2 separate regions of the Mus musculus genome follow, and region 1 is linked to region 2. A link is a contact called in public Hi-C data. All regions are on one chromosome and are shown on one strand. The core of a region is the stretch at or near the end of the contact, and the rest is flanking DNA. Distances in the headings are between cores, read along the strand shown.

Region 1 (6,626 bases), core at 3,529-6,028, 120 kb after region 2:
GTCACACCTACAGCCCTCAAATATCAAATTAGACAATTCTATGTAAATAAAGCAGGAGAGTTTCCTACAATATAATATTTTAACCAATTTTGTTCTGTTAACTACCTTCAGAGCAAGGAATACAAGCTGATGGGCCTCGATCAGGAGCCCAGTCTTTTTCACTAAATATCTGCATCTCCTCCCAGGGACCACATATTTAACACAAATATGCAGTCTGATTTACCTTTTCCTATATGACAGAATATTTCCCCACCACATTCATAACAAAACACATTCAAAGAAAAGAGTCCTGAAAAGCTGTGCATAATTTTTCAAAGCCCTGTGCCAGGGTGGCCCTTCTTGTAAACAACAAGATCCAGAGAATTTTCTCCTGATGTCCTATAACTAACTGTCATCTTACATGTCCCTCCCAGTAATTTATGAAGAACCTTCTTAATTTTTATCTTCACATGTGTATATGGAGCAAAGTATTTAGAAGAACTACTTTACGTATGAGGGGGTTCTTGAAGGTACATACCATTAATTACTTTTCCTCCCCCAAGTTCTGAAACTGCTCCTTCATTGACAGATGGGCAGCAGTTACAGTAATCGGCAATTCCAGGAAGCATCAGATGTTGTGATCTACATATCAGCAGGTCAAAGGGGGTGCACTCAAGCACTCTGCTTACTGAAGGAAGGCGTTTCGGGGATGCAGAGAGCCACTGTAATATATGAGACAAGTGACTTGACCCCTGCCTCCTTTAGAACCAGTTTATTCAGCAATACAGCCCAATAAATTGACTATTTTTGTGATTACTATAGACTGCCCAGGGAACTAATGAGCTAGGTAGCCTGATTTTACTATACCTACTTTCCTTCCTAAGTCAAAAAGAAAAAGGAAAAAAAAAAAACAAGCAGTTAGGACTTTAAAAGATTAATTTGTTGCCTAATTTATTATTCTGTATGAAAGACAGAAACATTGAAACCTTACTGGGAAAATAAACATAAGGTATAGAAGCCATTATGATGATACCCCCTTTAAAAAAAATGCAGAATCCACAAGCTGAATAATCAATCTAATCAGACAGGATTTAAATACTAGTGGCATTTTTATATATGTACACCTCCATCTCCCCTACAGGGGCGAGCAGGTGGGTGGGAGGTGAGACCCACACTGATACAGAAGTCACTGTTCTAAATGCAAACACCTAGGGTCAGGAGCACACATTCAACACCTTCTGTAGTTTTACCTCATCATAAGAAGTGATTTCCATCTCCCAATAGTTTTAAGTTCAAGCCATACCTTGTAATCAAAACCAAACTTCTCATAAAAGAGTAAGAGTAAACCATAAGGAAGACTGGCCAATTAAAGTACTCTATCCTGCCACTACTTAAGGTGCTGTGAGTACTGAAGCCTGTATCTGCACTGTCCAATATGTAATCAACTCTAGTTACTTAAAACAAAAAACTTAAACATCAGCTGCTCAGGTACCCTGACACTGGTAATTTTAATTACCTAGTGTCTGCTTACTGTGGCTAGCGCCTGTGGCGTGAAGAGCAAACCCAGATGGTGTTCACCGTGGCAGAAGCAAGCTCTACCACACACTGCTGTTCTAACTGGCTATACAAGAGACTTTGTAAACAATGACTTCAAAGTCATTACTGGTCTGCTTTTTTTATTGAAACCAGGTCTCAGTGTCCCCTTGGCTGGCCTGGAAGTCTAAGTAGCCCAGGTTGGCCTCAAACACATAGAGATTTGCCTACTACCTCCACCTGATTTGCGTTTTTGTGTTTTGTTGACTTTATTTTTCAGTGCTGGGAATTGAATTATAGGGCCTTGTGTATGCTAAGTAGTTTTACCTCCGGCCTCCAGATCATTATTAACTGAGGCCCAGGTAAGCCTTTTAGGTAAAAACTGTCTACCATAAGGGTTTCTCCCTATCATACTTTCAATTATAGATTACATATCAAGATAGCTAACTCCATACTCCACAGATAATTTACGCTGGAAATGTTTAGAAAGACCTGATAGTAATATTGTTTGAAACTAGGCTCCCAACTCCCCCTCTACCATTTCTACAGAGACCTCTCATCCCACTCCCAGGAAGCACAGACAGCTTTTTTTTCTTCTTCAAAGAAAACAAACTTGAAGTCGGCAGAGGTAGATGAGGTTAGTGTGTTTCTGTCACTTCACCTTCATGTCCACTCATGGTCCAGGTGAACAAATCAAATGAGCAGGCAGGAAACAAACACTGGGTTATTGCTTATGGTTTACAGAAGATCTGGGTGTGGGAGAAAGTTTCCTAACCCTCTCTAATGAATGGCACATGCACTCCATAGGCTGAAGAACAGTATTAGTCAAAGTAAAATTATCCTTCATTATTTTGTTTTTAACATATACTTTATTGTAAGTCTAGAACCCAAGTTTGAAAATGTCCAACTCATTTTAAATTACAGGTAAGATCTTTCAGAATCCCAAAAGCATTAAGCCCAAAAATAAAAGTTGGAAATGCTTGTGTTTGTGTGTCCGTGTCCTTTTTGAAACAAGGTCTTACTCTATAGCCCTGGATGGCCTGGCACTCAAGAGCTCTGCCTAGCTCTGCGTCCTGAGGGCTGGGATTAGAGGCGTGCATATACAGCAGGCAACATCTAATGTATTAATGGTCATCAGGAAGATAAAGAGAATGACTGTTTAGATGGGATATAGAATAAGCAAGAAATCATCAAAACACCCTGAAAACTGCTGAAGTATGGGTTCAGAACTTGAAGGACATTCTTAGGAACAAAGTTTCCATGTAAGATATTTACAAGTTATCCATGGTACTTTTCTTAACCTGGTGTTCTGAGAAGCAACAGGTATGTAAATTTGTCCTGAAACCCCAGTTCATGTCCTTAGATGTTTTGTTCTTCCTAAACTTGGCATGAAAAAGCTAATCTCTTTTGCACTATTTCAACTTCACTCAACAACTACAAAGCCCAGCCTTAAAGTCAAATACCTATAACATCCATACAGAATGTTATTCCCTAACACATTCTCACGATGTGGTTTTAATAAAAGTATAGACCCCATTAGCTTTGAAAAATAAGGCTGAATTTAATCTTCAGATAATTTTGTGTCATAAGAAGGATCTTAGTCAGATTGTATATTCCTCCCTTAATAGTGTTACCTTTTGAACTAAGTTTCCTTGTCAAGTCTTTTAAAACAAAAGCTTATTCCGTTGCAACGCCTCTTCTCATGAAATCCTGTAAGTACACACAGGATTTACAAAACCGAGTGTTTTGTTCCTTCTGATGTACACCAAGAGGAGCTAATGTGAGAAGCCTCAGTACCTGTGTACAAACAAGCATATACACGTGGGAGCGCCTTCCTCAGATGCTTTGCGTGCCTACGAGTCTTGAATGCATACTTTGAAAAAGACAAATCCTCTTCTCAAACAACCTCAACTCCAAGTGTCCACCTGTACTTACTTGCAAATCCTTCTTCAGTTTCAATAGATCTTCATTTTCTCCATTTCCAGAAAGGGCAGCTTCTACTTGCTGGAGTTGAGCTTTGTAGCTAGCCAACTGTTTTGCTAGATCCTCTGACATCTGAGGAAAATAAAGGCCCATAAGGCAAGTCAAATATCAAATTACAAAAAAACAACAACAAAAAAAAAACTTCCTCTGACCTGTCTAATTTAAATCACTCTTGCTACAAAATTCAAGTTCCGTTCATCACCATTTTAACTTTATTCATATTTAACTAATCCACAAACTTCAAGGCAATTAAATTCTAAAGACTGCAGATACGGCTGGTCAATTCTACACAGAAAGAGTTCCCCCGGAAAAATCATGCTATTAAAAAAGAAAAAAAAAAAAAAACCCTGCTTCTTCTTTAAGTATCATATATCATAGGAAGACAGTGTATGTCAATAAAGACTGCGACATACTTTTCAAAAGCTGAGAAAGTCAAAAATCAAGAGAAATTAAAATTCGCACGGACGGGTTCTTCCCCCCAGTCAGAGGAAGCGGTTTTCGGTTAACTACACCTTCGGCGTTTCCTCGCCTTTCTCTCCGGTGGAGGGAACCGCTCGGAGCGCTCACTCTTCCTTCACACGGAGGTCATCCTAGAAACCCGCCTCTCGCCCAACGCAGCTCGGCGTCGCCAGGGGTCCAGAAGCCCCTCTGGGCGGCCGCGGGGCAAACATACGGGTCCTCGGGGGACACCTCCGGGACATTCCGGCCCACCGGAAGCCTGGAACCCCGGCCGAGTCTTCCCGTCCGCGCGCGGGCTTCCCCGAGCCCGCTGGAGCCCCGGTCCACCATCTCCCACCAGGGAACGCAGACCTCCGCGTCCATGGAAACCGCCGAGCCCCGCACCCTCACAGAGGCTTCCCCCAGACGGCCACGTTCGCCGCCTCGTCCCGGAAGCCCCCACGCAGGCCGGGGCCGTCCACTGGGGGGTGCGAGAGCCGCTGCCTCCCCACACTGCCCTGGCCGGGCCCAGCTCTGACGCCGGCGCCCTCGCTTCCGGCCTCCGCCTCCACCTCCACTCCAGCCCGAGGCCCGAGGAGGCCTGACTCTCCCTCAGGGGCTCGTTACCTTGGGTGGGGCTGGGGTCGGGACGGCGGGCAGGGGTCGGGGAGGCGAGGCGAGGCGAGCGGCGTCAGGGGCGGCTGCAGCCGGGAAAGATTTTCCGCCGCGACGAGCCTCGGTCGGAAAAGGAGAAAGTCCGCCAGCGAGGGGGAGGGGAGAGAAGCCGGCCTCGGGCAGGAGGAGAGAGAGACAAGGCGAGCGAGATCTCGCGAGACCTACGGACTCTCGTGGAAAAGATGGCGCCCGGGTCACATGACCCTCGCCGCCCTCTCAGCAGCCTGCGATTGCAGCCTCGGAAGGCGGAGCGGGTGTGGTCTGATGGGCAGGAAGTGACGTGTCTGGGCCGCGCCGGGGGCAGAGGGCATGTTCGTTTTACGTCAGTTCCGCCTCGTGCTGGGAGCGGCAGCGAGTGGTTCTCTGTGGTGGGTGTTGTCCTCCGGTTCCCTGCGGCGTAAACTCGCGAGCCTTTCTGCCCAGCCCTGATGAGATTTAGTACCGGGAACGGGCTGGGAGTGATGGCGGGTGCCTTGTGTCCCACAGGGAGGCAGATGGCGGCGGCGGATCTGAGTCTGAGCCCGCATAGCGAGTTCCAGGCCAGCCAAGGCTACAGAGCGAGACCTTGAAGTCAAGAGAAGGGAAGTTTTTTGTTGTTTAGAAAATAAATATAGCCAATAAAGATAGAGTGATAGAAGTGGAACGGTGACCATTTGAGGTGCTTAGGCATCACCCATGGTAGGTAAAAGCCATGTGATGTAAGAAAATAGAGAAAGGTAGGATGTTTAGAGTCAAAGCTGGCAATCGCTCACCCAGCGATCAACTTCAGCATCACTAGTTGTGAGACAACCTTACTTTATGCATGTTTATGACCGAGTGACAGTCAACATGAAGTGACTGTCACCTCTGAGGAAGTATAATCAAAGCCCTTTTGAGTTTAAAGGAAATAATAAGCATAACGTGTTGAATGTCCGTGAGGAAAGAAACACCCATCCAGAATGTGCGATTTTTTTTTGACTTAAATAATTCAAGAGTAATGTAATTTTAATGAGAAATACCTCCCTTCGTCTTGGCCATTTGGAGTAGTTTAGAGGTGTTCCCTGCCTTGTGCAGATTGGAGAGGTTAAAGACACACACACCACTTAAATTTGAGCTCTCGGCGCTGTATGTGCAGTTTGATGCCGGCTCACAACAAAATACTTCAGCCATCATGTCCTTGGCCTGCTGCTGCCCCTGCCCGGCCATTATAGACTCACTCCGGAGCCATAAGCTAAAATAAAATCGTTAAGCTGCCTTGGTCATGGTGTTTTATCACAGCAACAAAGAAGGAAGCAATGCTATTAAAAGGAGTAAGGACTGTTTTGGATTAGAAGATTAAAAAGATGGGTATGGTGGTGCCTGTGTGTAGTCTCTGTTGTGCCAGGAAATGTTCATGAGCCCCCCCCCAAAAAAAAAACCACCAGGGAGCTGATTCTGATGCAATTGAACTAGGTTCTTTTGTTCAAGCTCGAGCTTGGGCCTCACCACCCTCTCTGATGCAAGAGAACTGGGGGCCGGGGGTGCAAACGCAGGGTTGTAGATTTGTTAGGAAATAACCTGGAAACTGGTGTTGGATGTAGGTTTTGTTGTGAGGTAACCTGGAAACTGGTGTTAGGCACAGGACTTGTTGGGGGGAGGGGGGGGCGTAGCCTGGAAACTGGTGCTAGATACTGGCCTGTTAGTTTACTTGAGTTTAACCTTAGGTCAGGTTCTCTAAGATGGAGTCCGAACCCTGAAGGTTTGGTCTCAAGTACACCAGAGGCAGAGGGAGGAAAATCAACTGAAATTTAAAAAGTGCCTGGACTAGTGTACTCCAGGCCTTCCAGGTCTAATAGCAAGTGCCTATCTCAAGATCCAAACAAGCAAAAGGAGAAATGATAATGAAGTATGTAAATGTTGATTGGATCTTTGTATTAGTCAGACTTCTCTAGAGTCACAGAACTCTATGAAATAAGGAAATTTGTTATGACAACTTACAGTCTGGAGTCCAGCTCCCCAACAATGGTCAGCTGTAAATGGAAGTCCAAGGATCTAGTAGT
Region 2 (7,177 bases), core at 2,517-5,016:
TTTCTTAAATAGAGACTTAGTACCTGGGTCATGTTAAGTGTTAAGTAAACACTGGCTGTTACCGTCCTGAGCCAGACATACTCTAGATTGGTGCTGTCTGATGGGGAAGGAGCCTGCACTTAAGTGTAGACTCTGAATGGAGACATGTTGAGAGTCTAATACATGGCCAAGTTTCAAAGACTTGGTGTACAAACAAAGTAGTGACTTTTAATACTAACGATATAGGAATGACTTCCTGGCCTGAATGAACTCTAGTGGCATCATTTGTTGATCTTTGTCTTTTTAAAATATGGTCCCTAGAAAATTTAAAACAACACAGGACACAAAGGAAGTCACAATGGTGAAATACCCAAAGCTTGCCCATAAGCTCACAGACAAGTGCCTGCTGTCTGCTCATGACACCTTTGATAGGTGCTGCAAGGCAGGGAAGCTAAGGGAACATATTACGTGAAAGGCATTCAGCTGGAAAGAGAAAGAGTGAAAGTATTTCTATTTATGTCTGTATGTCTGTCTACATAGACAAATGATCTTTTACACTGAGGGTTCTAAGGAGCCTCTGTCACCCAACCTCACCCCCAAAAAGAATACCAGAGCTAATGGATGTGTCTAACAAGGTTTCAGGATACAAGAGCTAACTGAATCTATTCTATTTCCCTACAATGCCAACAGGAAGTCCAAAAATGAATATGGAAAAAGTTTTATTTAAATAGTATCAAAAGGAGTAGAATGCTTAGGAATAAAGGCAATCGTAATATACACTTTGGACTGGGAAAATGTTAAAAGAAATTAAAGACCCAAATGAGTGGAAAGCTATCCCGTGGCTACAAAGACTCAGTATAGACACCCACAGACAGGAAGGAACTGGAAGATGGCAGCACTTACTAATAGCTTGATGTTATAACTTATGCGTTCAATGCAAAATCCCCACCTGACTTCTTTGCAGTCGGCTATAAAATGATCCTGAAATTAATGAGGAAATTTGAGGAACCCAGATTAGCCAGACAGACAAACAGAAACATAGAAAAGAAACGCAGAAGGACACACATTTCCCAAATGTAAAACTTACTAGACGGGACGGTCCTCAGCACCGTGTGAACTGACGGAAAGACAGACATACAGATCCACAGATCCACCGGATTGGGCTAGGCCGCCAGAAGTCAGCCTCACGGTTGGGGTAATTGATTCTCAACAGGGTGCCAGGGCTGTTCACTGGGGAAAGAAGAAGATCTTTCAGCAAACAGAAGATCTGGGGCAAACAGAGAGCCACGGTGCCGAAGACTGAAACTGTATCTACCTCTGCACCGGATGAAAAATTAACACAGCCGATCAAAGCTCTAAGCTAAGGAGCTACCTCAAGAAAACCCTGGAAGTGAATACGGGGATAAACTTGTTCTGCCAGGTGTAAACTTGTGCTGCTAGGTGGGCAATCCAGCACTTGGGAGGTGGAGGAGGGAGTGGTGGTAATTTGAGGCTACTCTGGACGATATAGCAGACCCTGCTTCCAAAAAGAAAAAGGAACAAAGGTTTAAGATTATAAGCATCAACAATGTGTGAGACATTATAATTAACATAGATATGATTAGAGGACGCAGGGACAGGGATATGTGTAGGTTATATGCAGATTCAACCCATTTTACATGAGAGGCTTCGGTAATATCTGAGGGTTTGGGTAAGCATCTGTAAGGTCCTGCCTGGCAGGGTTCCCCAACACCCCCCCCCCACCCCTGCATCCATGTGTGATGTCTGGCACATGGATGCAGATCTAGAACAACAGGAAGATGTGTGGCTACCAGAGCAAGCACAGCGCATGGGTAGAGAGACTGCTGATGGACGTGGGATTCCATTTGGGGTGATGGGAATGGTTTAGGACCAGGTAATGGCTGTGCAGCCTTCTGAGTGTACTAAAATCCACCGGAAGGTACGCTTATAGGAAGCAAGTTACATACAATTTGAGTAATATCTCAAACTTTGCTGTCAAAAAGTTACATATATGTCTCACATTTATTTAAGACCCTATTAAAATTTTTAATTAAAAACATTCCTTAATTACTTCTGATTTTTTGAGACAAGATTCTGTCAGGTAGCCCAGGCTGACCTGGCATTCACCATGTAGACCAGGCTGGCCTTGAATTTGCTGTAATCCTGCTACCTCTACCGAGATTATCGGTGTACACCACCACAGCCAGCCTAAGGTCCATGAAATAAATAGAGTAGAAGGCACCAAGACTTCCCACATGGCTCCTGCAGAGCTTGCCGCTTCCAATGTCCCAACCAGAGCAGCCCATTTCTGATCGTTGATGGGACTATGTGGACACACCATCACCGTCCAAAGTCTGGGGACTACATTGGGACTCATGGTTGGTGTTGTAAAGTCCTTGGGCTTTGGTAGTGGTCAGGTGTCCACCATTGGAATATCTAACACAACAGTTTCACAGCCCGAGGAATCCCCTGTGCCTCATGTACCCCTCTGCCCCCCAATCCCCAGCAACCACACTGATTCTTCTAGTGATTCCATAACCCTGCCTTTCCCAGGAGGCCGCAGGGCTGGATTCACTGGGCGGAGCCTTTTCAGACTGGCTTCTTCCATTGAGCACTATGAACGCATGTTCCCCCATGTCTTCTCATGGCCAAATAGCTTGCTTCTTTCAGAGCTGAATGCTATTCCAGTCTCTGAATACACAACCGTTTATTCTTCAGCTCATTTACCGACACTTAGTTTTCTTCCAGGTTTGTACAATGAGGACTACAGCTGCTATGAACACGGATGGGCAAGCTCCGGTGTGGACGTAAACATTCAGTTCACTTGAGAAAACACCAAGAGATGTGATTGCTGGTCTTGCGAGAAAAGAATGCTTCATTATGTTTGCAAGAAAGTGCCAAGTTGGGGGAGGGGGCCAAGTTGGTGCAGTGGTACCTACCTGTTATACCTGCCATCTCAGCAGTAGGGAAGCTGAGGCAGGAGGACCACGAGTTCAAAGCCAACTTGGACTACATAGAAAGTCTTTAAAAAAATAAATAAATAAAAGTAATAGTGCCCACAGAAGCCCTGATTCACCTCTGAGAAAGACAATGACAACTTCTCAGAGCTGCAGGGCTCGGATGCTCCAGTTTACAAAGAGGAGGGAAAGGAATTGACTTGGCTACATGAATTAGCCGAGTCCAACAGTTGCTGGGGCTGAAGATTTGCTTGCATTTAACAGGTTTTTTTTTAAAGAGCTTCATAGATTAAACCCTGCACGTATTCAACCCTACCCCCTCCCTCTACACCAACTCCTCCCATGCCCATCTAAGAGTATAACCTTTTCTTTTTTGACTGTACACACACACACACACACACACACATTACATAGAACATGCTCTGAGCCCATTTATACATCGCTCACAAGCATATGTGTCCCTTGGGGGGGGGGCATCCCTGGAGGAAACCATTTCTGTCAGCAGCCACTGATGACATCAAACAGCTGTTTGAAGACAGTCCAGCAATGTGCGCCATGCTTCCTGAGTTCTGGGCCAATGTGTGTAGCTGGTTGGGATCAAACATCAAACAAGAAAGATCTCTTCTTGAGATTCCAGCTGGACCTCGGAGGGTCACCGGACAGTGCCCTTCGAGCCCTAAGGAAGTGCGGAGCTTAGAGCGAGCAGCTCCACTTGTAAGGATTTATGTTGCATGCACACTCACACGTTCAATCGCTCAGATACATGGTTACTCACTGCAGGCTCATCTCTAGCAGAACCGCTGGAAACGGCCCGAGTCATCACTAGATGGCTGCCCACGTGTAATGACGCATCCGTGACACACACAGAGACCGCAGTAGTAAGGAAGCTTTGTGTACAAACAGGAAGTGACATCTAAGATCCATCATCTAGTGAGAAAGTAAGGTGCAGCCAGGCGTGCTGACATGGCTACTTGGGAGGCAGAGGCAGGAGAATTGTACATTTAAAGCTTGACAGCACTGTGGTCCAAATTGAAAACCAGTTCAGGCAACTTGGTGAGACCCTGACTCAAACAAAAAAAAAAAAAAAAAAAGGGTGGGGTGGAACGGAGGAGGTAACTCAGCGGTGAACCAGCCTGCCATGCAAGAGGCCCTGGGTTCAATTACTGGTCCAAAAGACTGCAGGACTCTCACGGGGACTTGATATGGGAAGTAGGAAAACAGGGTCACTGTGTGTTCCAGTTCCCCTCCCTCCCGATTACACGCGGACCTTCCTGGACTCGCAGGGGCTCGCAGGGGCAGGGATGGACAGGACGGTGGAGGAAGTGAAACAGCAGGGCCCCGACTGATAGTTGTTCTCCTACACCAGGGTTCTCCCGAGGAAGGGAGCAGGGGCTCGCCCAAATGGAAAGTGGCTCTGTGGCTAAAATGTGTACAGTCAACTCCATCAACGCAGACCTTGAACGATGGCAAGGCTGAGTACGCTGTGACGGGTCAGATACCACGTGTTGTGTCGTTGCCCACGTGTGCTTGCCCACGGAGCTGCCCTGGAGAGCAATCTGTGTGGAAGAATGATGACAGTACATGGAGTGCACTTGGAGAAACGCTGCATATTAAATGTAAGTGAGCATAAGGAAACTCAAACGTAGGCTGGACCATGAATCTGCCACTCAACGAAAGTGGGCTGGACCATGAATCTGCCCCTCAACAAAAGTGGGCTGGACCATGGATCTGTCACTCAAACAGTATGTGTTGTTGATTTGGTTTTGTGTGTGTGTGTGTTTGGTTGGTGTTTGTTTGTTTTACGGTGGATCAAACTATTAGCGAGCAGTAAAATCAATTTAGTGGGTTACAACCAGCTCTAAAACAAATGATTTGGATAGAACAGAAAGTAATGGGGTATGCAGTTTTTACCACGCACAAGTGCGCACACATGCATGCCAGGCTGTGGTAGAAACCGTGCTTCCTATGGGTACAGTATTCCAGGCCTGTAATCTCAGCACCCAGGAGGACACCTGACTTCAAGGCCAGCTTAAGCCACTGAGTGAGTTCAAAGCCAAGCTATAAAGCCTGGTTTTGTTCTTTTGGATGTTGTTGTTGTTGCTGTTTTTGTTGTTGTTGGAGTAGCTCAATCAAGCGTCTTGAAAGTGTGCGGACCTGACTTGATGCCCCAAACTGATATACAAGAAAACTAACCATGTATGCAATGTGTGCTTATAATCCCAGGGATGGCGAGATAGAGACTACACATTCACGAGTTGTGGTACCCACCAGTCATCACCCCCAAGCCCACACTGGTTCCCCTTTGCCCTGAGTAGAGTCCAGGTATCCCGTGGAGAGTATAGCCAGCCTGTGGCATGAACTCAACCCGCCTGTCCTTTCTCTATCCTAGAGAGTCAAGTTCTTTATTCCCACACTTCCCAGTTCCCCTGCAGTGACCTTCATGTCACACACACACACACACACACACACACACACACAGAGCTTCCAGCCCTAACAGTGCTTAGTCGACCTCATTCCCTGGTTTCAAATACCTCAGGTTCAGTGACATTTCTAACTATCTATCTTCTCAACTAGACTCCAGGCCCCTTGCAGCCAGCGACTGTGTCTGGTTATGTCCTATCTGGTCTTGTCTCCCTGCACAGCACACAGGTCAAAGCTCAGGCAAGGCCAGTGAGCAGATACAGAACAGGGGGGAAGTTTCAGCTGACTGAACTCTGCGAACTTCTCAGGACCAGGGGGGCCACAGCCAGCAAGCTGCTCCAAGGACTGTCTCCATGACTACTCACTGACTGGGTCCAGACCCCTGGGATTCTACCCTCACAGAGTGTCCCAAACATGAGGGATTAACCAAGCAGCCTTTTGACTTTAACCACAAACAGGGAGGTCTGTAGCCTTTGTCAGTGGGTCATGCTATGAGGAACCCTTGTGACCTTTTAAAAACAGTACTGGGCTGCCTCTCCGCTCAGAGTGAGGCCAGGAAAGCTGCTTTTGAACAGGTGACTGGCGTAAACTAAACGTTCGGAACTTAATGGCCCGGCGATAAAACGTTTACCAGCCCCACCTGCAGGATCCTGCCCTAGACTCAAACTCAGGCTCCGAGTTTAGCAAAAGGGCAAATGTTGGACTGTAGATTCCAAGACAAGGGACCGTGCGTTAACAGCAGGGTGAGTTGGAAGAGATGAACAGGCATACCTGACTGACCCGTACCTCAGCCTGTGGCAGCTGGAATCTGGAACTTAGAAGGTTCAAGCCAAGTCTTTGGTGTTGTGACATACAAAAAACAATAAACTAAACCTTGAGTGTTGTTCACCAGGACCTGGACTTTTAAAAAGGGCCTGAACAGAGCCCATATCTATTGAAATAGAGTACACACACACACACACACACACACACACACGTCTGTGTTCCTCTGTTTTGAGTCAGGATGACCACTATGAACAGCCAGATTGCAGTTTAAAACCATGGCAGCCATCGTCACTTAGCCAGCCCCCCTAAGGCTGCTATCTCAGTTATAGACCCAGCTAATAGTCATATGTACCCTATGTGGTTGTCCATAGGATTCACCCAATCAGCACATGCGAAGGACCTAGTTCATTTCTTATATTTTGACCATGACAAATATTCCTAATCGATAGCTAGTAACATCTTTAAGCATAAAAAAAAAAAAAAAAAAAGCAGATGATCTGAAACGTGCACCCACGTTCACGAGGCTGATGCAGGAGGATCCGGGGTTCAAGCCAGCCTGTTCTTCATGATGAAACAAAACAAACACCCCTCCCTCTCCCCCACAAATCTCTTAAGTGATCCAAACGGTGGTTATGAAATGACATTTTCTGCGGGTCTGAGGGACTGCATGGTGGCTTGTTACATCTAGCCTCCTTATCAAGGTCTGATGCCTCGGTCAGTGATGTCAGTCTGGTGCCGAGGGTGAGGAATTTTGCCTCTCTAAGCCTGTTAGCTCATCTGTAAAATGAGCGAAATCGTGGCGCTTACTTTAGGAAACTTACATGAGGATTAATGGAGAGCCTCCAGTGAGGGTGAGGTAGAGTTGTTGACACAGCCTCACTGGAGGTGCAGAAACTGCCACTGTCAACGGGGCACTTGAGAGGAGTCTGGGACGGAGGGGCACTTCAGAGGAGACCGGACCACAATGTCTCCACTTCTTCCCTAAAACCATGTCCTAAGCAAACCATCACCAAAGTAGCTTTTCACCGGCTTGCTTCACTAAGGCAAAGAAGGTT

The links. A called contact is a pair of places that touch in the nucleus more often than the background predicts.
Region 1: a Hi-C map of the N1E-115 cell line shows a contact between it and region 2, with 2.1 times the contacts expected there. The contact joins the promoter of Smndc1 here to the enhancer-like site in region 2. A contact is called at or near these places in 2 of 39 promoter capture datasets (the C10 cell line and cranial neural crest), 2 of 484 Hi-C or Micro-C datasets (the N1E-115 cell line and nephron progenitors), 7 of 115 datasets of contacts at active chromatin or transcription factors (the SCID.adh cell line, effector CD8 T cells, embryonic stem cells and 4 more) and 3 of 9 other capture datasets (adipose tissue, liver and macrophages).

What each region holds. Positions count from the first base shown.
Region 1 is chr19:53,385,856-53,392,481 of GRCm38.p6, forward strand. Smndc1 (survival motor neuron domain containing 1) reads right to left here and starts at 4,779. Exons shown (of 6, transcript NM_172429.3): 1 at 4,561-4,779; 2 at 3,448-3,567. The coding sequence starts at 3,567.
Region 2 is chr19:53,269,800-53,276,976 of GRCm38.p6, forward strand. No RefSeq gene overlaps it. Among named protein-coding and RNA genes, the nearest start is that of 1700001K23Rik, 18 kb to the left of the region's middle. Within about 2 kb of position 3,767, at least 51 of the 459 cell types and tissues checked have an H3K27ac peak or open chromatin away from gene starts, as enhancers often do. A contact at or near this core is called in the N1E-115 cell line, adipose tissue, macrophages and 1 more, where this site is marked.